2 separate regions of the Hordeum vulgare genome follow, and region 1 is linked to region 2. The links are chromatin contacts, called in public Hi-C maps. All regions are on one chromosome and are shown on one strand. Each heading gives the region's core, a stretch centred on a gene start, on an enhancer-like site or on the middle of the called end of the contact. The rest is flanking DNA. Distances are from core to core; before and after follow the strand shown.

The links. Hi-C and Micro-C count contacts between places; a contact is called where the count stands out from the background.
Region 1: a contact with region 2 is called in a Hi-C map of leaf, with 2.3 times the contacts expected there. The contact joins the promoter of LOC123445119 here to the enhancer-like site in region 2. A contact is called at or near these places in 2 of 6 Hi-C or Micro-C datasets (leaf and seedling).

Annotation. Positions count from the first base shown.
Region 1 is chr3H:564,118,521-564,121,220 of MorexV3_pseudomolecules_assembly, forward strand. LOC123445119 (ubinuclein-1-like) reads right to left here and starts at 1,312. Exons shown (of 13, transcript XM_045122053.1): 1 at 672-1,312; 2 at 238-324; 3 at 72-164. The coding sequence starts at 986.
Region 2 is chr3H:563,772,361-563,775,060 of MorexV3_pseudomolecules_assembly, forward strand. No RefSeq gene overlaps it. Among protein-coding and RNA genes, the nearest start is that of LOC123445115, 140 kb to the left of the region's middle. Within about 2 kb of position 1,306, at least 2 of the 3 cell types and tissues checked have open chromatin away from gene starts, as enhancers often do. A contact at or near this core is called in leaf, where this site is marked.

The DNA.
Region 1 (2,700 bases), core at 62-2,561, 350 kb after region 2:
AGATACAGAAGAACCATATGGTCGTTCTCATATGTATATAAGATAAGGCTAAGTAGAATTGAGCAACCAACCAATTCAGCGTCATCAATAAAAGAATCATCAGTGTCATATTGATCGTCGTCCGGTACATCACCAAGATCTTCTTCATCGCTGCTATGTTTACCCTGGCAATTTGAATAGAGTCATAACTCAGTGCATGGACAATTTGGAGTGAAATAATGTCATTATTCGTTTTACCATGTAAAGGCGCTCAATTTTCTCGATAACGGCATTGAACCGATTTGGCTGTGCTGGATCTTCTGGGTCATTTTCTGCAGGGTGTGCCTGATTTTGAATAGTATAATAAACTCGATGTTAAACACACAGAGCACTCCTCGTATGTTCAGCATGCACTATCTGAAACCAAAATGCTTGGTGAAGAGCAATGTATGTGGAATGATAAGGTTGTGGCATGACCAACTACTACAAGAATTACAAAGACAGAAGGAAATGATACTGAACTACTGAAATATCGCACACTTGGCTTCTAGTGCCCTTGCAGCTATTTTGACAGAGAAAACGAGCACACCGATGCAATTATGCATCTAGCCGCAGGTCAAATCTGCGCAGCAAACTATCACACCCAAATCAATCGACAGACAGACAACACCCAAAGCAGGAGCACTGCTTACCGCAGCGGGCGGGCCCGGTTGTGCAGCAACGGCAGGCTCCGCCGGCACCACTGCCAGCGGCTGCGAAGGTGCGGCCGCCGCGTGCCCGGCCTCCTTCAGCAGCTTCTTCCACGACACAATGGTGGTCTCACCGGGCCGGAGCTCCACGGAGAACACCTGCCTGCGGCACCCCGCCGCGGCTCCCGCGACCGCGGCGGCAGGCGGCTGCTGCGCGGCGAGAGGCTGCGGGGCCGCGGCAGCGGAGGGCGCGGCGGCCGTAACCCTAGCGACGGCGGGCGCGGCGGAGGAGGAGGGGGCGGCGACGGGGCCTTCCATCGCGACGCGGGGAGGCGGGGACGGTGTCGGGAGGTCACAGCATTAGATCGAGCCGCGGCGACAGACGGCTAGGGTTTTGGAGGGTTGGGTGTCACGGGGCGGAGGAGCGAGGAGTGAAGGGAGACGAGAGCGCCCACGGTTTCGCGTGGGGAGAGGATTAAAGGAGGCGAGGAGAGGAGGAGGCCGTCGGATTCGGTCGGGGAGAAGGCGGCGGGTGGCGCGGGGATGGGAGCGAATGCGGACGGCGACGCGCGGCGGGGCGGGGTGTGGGATAACCGCCGAGTCGTGTAGCTTTCTCGTCGCCGTTGGCTCGCGGTCTCGCCGCCGTCGGCTCGTGGTTTTAGAGGAGGGAGCCGCGCCTGGGCTTTGGACCTGTTTTTCCTTCCTTGACCTGCTTTACGGCATGCTCGGTCCACATTTGCTATAGCATTTAAAGTTGCACCGGCCCATGGTTTTGGGCCAACGTTTCTAGCCCGTGCTAGCCGTGTTAGGGAACCCTTTTCGTTGTCAAGGATAGATTTGACTTACCACCCCTCGGAAAAAGGATAAATTTATAACGTAATCACCCTGTTGGAGGTGCAGTTTGTATTTTTTTAAGACCGTACACACGAGCCGCTCATATATACATACATACATTCATTTCTATAAATATACACATACATATTCTATTTCTATGAACACCTTCAAAAGATTAGACGGACACATCATGTTGACAATGACGAAGTTACCACAAATGTCTTCATAGTGGACGGAAACACTGTTTCCTCTCACTATATGCACGTCATCAAAAGTTCTAAAATAAATCAAAAAAAAAAATACGAGCACCATGTAAAGTTTAGGACTTGAAACTTGATGGATTAAGACACCTCTGTTTTTCTAACCATCCAACCACGGATTGATTTACAATGCAGTTCACATTTTAGCACGAGATAGTGGCATAGATCCATTTACACAAACAATAAAGTTATATACTCCCTCTGTTGACAAATATAATATGTTTTGATACTTCAGTGTGGACTATATACGCTCTAAAATGAGTGAACAAATGTATACCTAATGACTAAACAAATCTATACCTACTAAATATAGTGTATCAAATAGAAGACATGGCCTTGTAAAATCTTGAACTAAGTGTTTTTTGTTGCAACGCACAAGTCCTTTTGCTAATACAATAAAATTTGTCTATATACATCTGATTCGGTAAAAAGTTATATCATCTTATATTTGTGAAAGGTGCGAGTACAAAAACATTTGTGCAATTCATACTAAACTTTAAACTTTGTAAGAAGTTTATTTGCACGTGTAGCACCATAGCGGACGGCTAAAAGTGTACTAATAATGTCAAAGAAGGTAGGGTAGACTAAACTTGATATGAGGGAGTCCGTAAAAAGAAATCTGAAGCATTGAAGTATCATCAAAGAACTAGCCATAAACAGGGGTCTCTGGAAGCATGCTATACATGTGTGAGAACCATGAAGTGATTGCGAGATCTTATGAGTTTTAAATCTAGCCTACCCTATTTGTTTAGGACTAAAGATTTTAGTGGTGGTGGTGGCGTTGTTGTTGTTGTTGTTGTTGTTGTTTGACTAGTCTTAGTTGGCTCTCGTTTTATATCTCTCCACGCTCGTGAGAAACTTTTAGTCATTAAAGAAATCATATAATACATTGAACCAGTTTTAGAGTGATGTTGCATGTTCAAAAATCTCAAGGAGTT
Region 2 (2,700 bases), core at 56-2,555:
TGACTAGGAGCTCTATATGAGTGCGGGCGTCGCTCAGATCGCCAGCTCGTGGCGCCAACTAGGTTACCCGCACGATACTAACATACGCTTGGCCCAGCTCATGGCACAAACTAGCCTTGCCTCAAGCTAGCACATGGTGATTCTTCATGAATGTTCTTAAACTCGCAAATGGTGTCAGGATTATAACTTTTTATTTTGTTTTAAGTGGTGTCATTATAATCCCAAAATTCGCAAATATTCTTAGGTTGCCGGGATTATAATTTTTTGATTTGTTTTAAGTGGTGTCAGTTATAATCCCAAAATTCGCAAATTAGGTTGCGGGGATTATAAATTTTTGATTCGTTTTATGTGGTGTAAGTTCAAGTCAATTTGAACAAAATGTCCTGAACTAAGGAAACGTGAACATAAAGGAAAAAATCACAAATTTGGAAAAGAATGCTGATTCAAAAATATTCTCAAATTCACAAACTTTCATGAATAAAAAAACAGAAATGAAAGGAAAGCGGGAAAAACTTATATTATATATATTTGAAAAAGGATCATGAATTCAAAAAAAATCTTTAATTCATATATGTTTATGAATTCAGAAAAACTCATGAGTTACAAAAATAACGAATTAACAAATTCCAGAATTTTGAAATATGTTCATGAGATCCAAAAATGTTCCTGAAATAAAACACTGCTCAACATTTCAATAATATTGACGAATTCATTTTTTTACGGGATTTAAGAAATGTTCACAGATTCAGGAACTATGCACTAATTCAAAAATAAATATAAAGAATTCAGAAAATGTTAAAGGATTTGTAAATTGTTCGCACATTCAAAGATGTTTTAGAACTACAAAAAACTTCATGAAAATCTATGGATAGAGAATTCATTCATGGATTTGAAGAAATGTTCACAAATTCGTAAAAGATTCGTGATTAGAAAAACTATTTGTGAATTCGAAAAATTCTCTCGAAATTTCCTGAAATTGTGAACACATCTTGAATTTCTGAGCATTAAAAAAACTTGAACTGTTTTGTGATATTATCAACCATTTTAATTTTCAAGCATTTTTTGAGTTTGTTGTTCCTTTTTTAAAATTTGGAAAGAAAACAAGGAAGCATAGAAAAGAACAAATAGCAGAAAAATATAAGGAAAATAGAAAAGAAATTCAGGAACTTTGGAGAAGGTTCCCAAAACTGATTAGGATCCTTTCAGAAAGTTTTTATAATTGGCCGGCCTGCCTAGCCTACGCGAGTGAGTGATTGCTACCAGCGATATATGACGGGAGCTCCGAATCAGCGTTTCAGGCGCCCGTTAACCTGGACCGGACCACTAGCATCGTCGCGAGCTGTCTATCTTTTTGTGCTGTTTTTATTCTGTTGATACAGTAGAGAAAAATAGCCCAGATTTTCTATTTGTTACAATAATAGAAATATGAAATAACCAAATATTTACATATTTAAATAAAAAGGTTCATCCATTTCAAAAAAATCATATCTTTCAAAAAGGTTCATCTGTTTTAAAAAAGTTCATCAATTTAAAAAAACGTTCATTAAAATTTTAAAAAGTTCATCCAATTTGGATAAAGTTCATTAAATTTGTCAACAAGTCATTAAATTTGAAACTAGTTCATAGAAATACAAAAAAACTTGTATTTAAAAAAAATCATTGAACTGATACAAAAATTCATAAATATTAAAGAAGTTCATCAATTTTTAAAAAGTTCACCGGTATTCAAAACAATTCATAGAATTTCAAAGTTGATCGAATTTTAGAGTAAAGTTTATCAATTTTAAAAGATATTCATTAAATATTTATAAAAGATCATTAATATTTAAAAAACTTCATTGAATTTTTGGAGAAATGGTTGGTCACCCGGCATCTAGATGGAGAGGCCCATTTAAGAACGCTGCAGGCGTCAGTTAACAATATGCACGTTAACTGAGGCCTGCAGCGTCAAATAGGAAATGCCATATATGAGAGCCGCGTTGGAGTTAAAAGTTCAAAAGTTGCTAACGACCGTTTCTATTTAGCGTTTCAGGCACCTGTTAGTTGTGTTTTTGTAAAAGGACTCGTAAAGCACTTCCATGATGGCCAGCCCATCTCCTCATTCTTCTTCCTAATTTTTAGACGCAAGCAAGGCACCGTGGCAAGTGACTGAACCTGTAACCTCGGCTACGAGCTAAGCTACCCTAACCACTGCACCACATTGCCCGTTATGTTAACTTGTATCATATTACTTCCTTTCTTCATTCATCTTTCCTTTTCGTTTTCTCGTTCTTTAATTTTTAGTTTCTGATTTTTATTTTTTTAGTTTTTGTGGTCCGATGATTTTTGTAATAATTCCTGAACTTTTTCTTAAAATTGATGAATAAGGAGTAAAATTCAATGAACCTTTAAACTTTAATGAATTGATTTTTCAATTTGATTTTTTCAAATTCAATTATTTTTAAAAAATCAATGAACTGTTTTTCCAAAATAAACATATTTTTTAAAGTCCATAATCTTGAATAAACTTTATTTCAATTCCAATGAATTATTTTCAAAATCCACGAATGTTTTTCAAATATAATGAAATTCTTTGAAAGTCAATGAGTTTTTTTTCAAATTTAGAAATCAATGATTTTTTATTCGAATTCAATAATTTTTTTCAATGTTGTTAAACTCCTTTTCAAAATCGTTGAACCTGTCGCAAATTCGATGGACTTT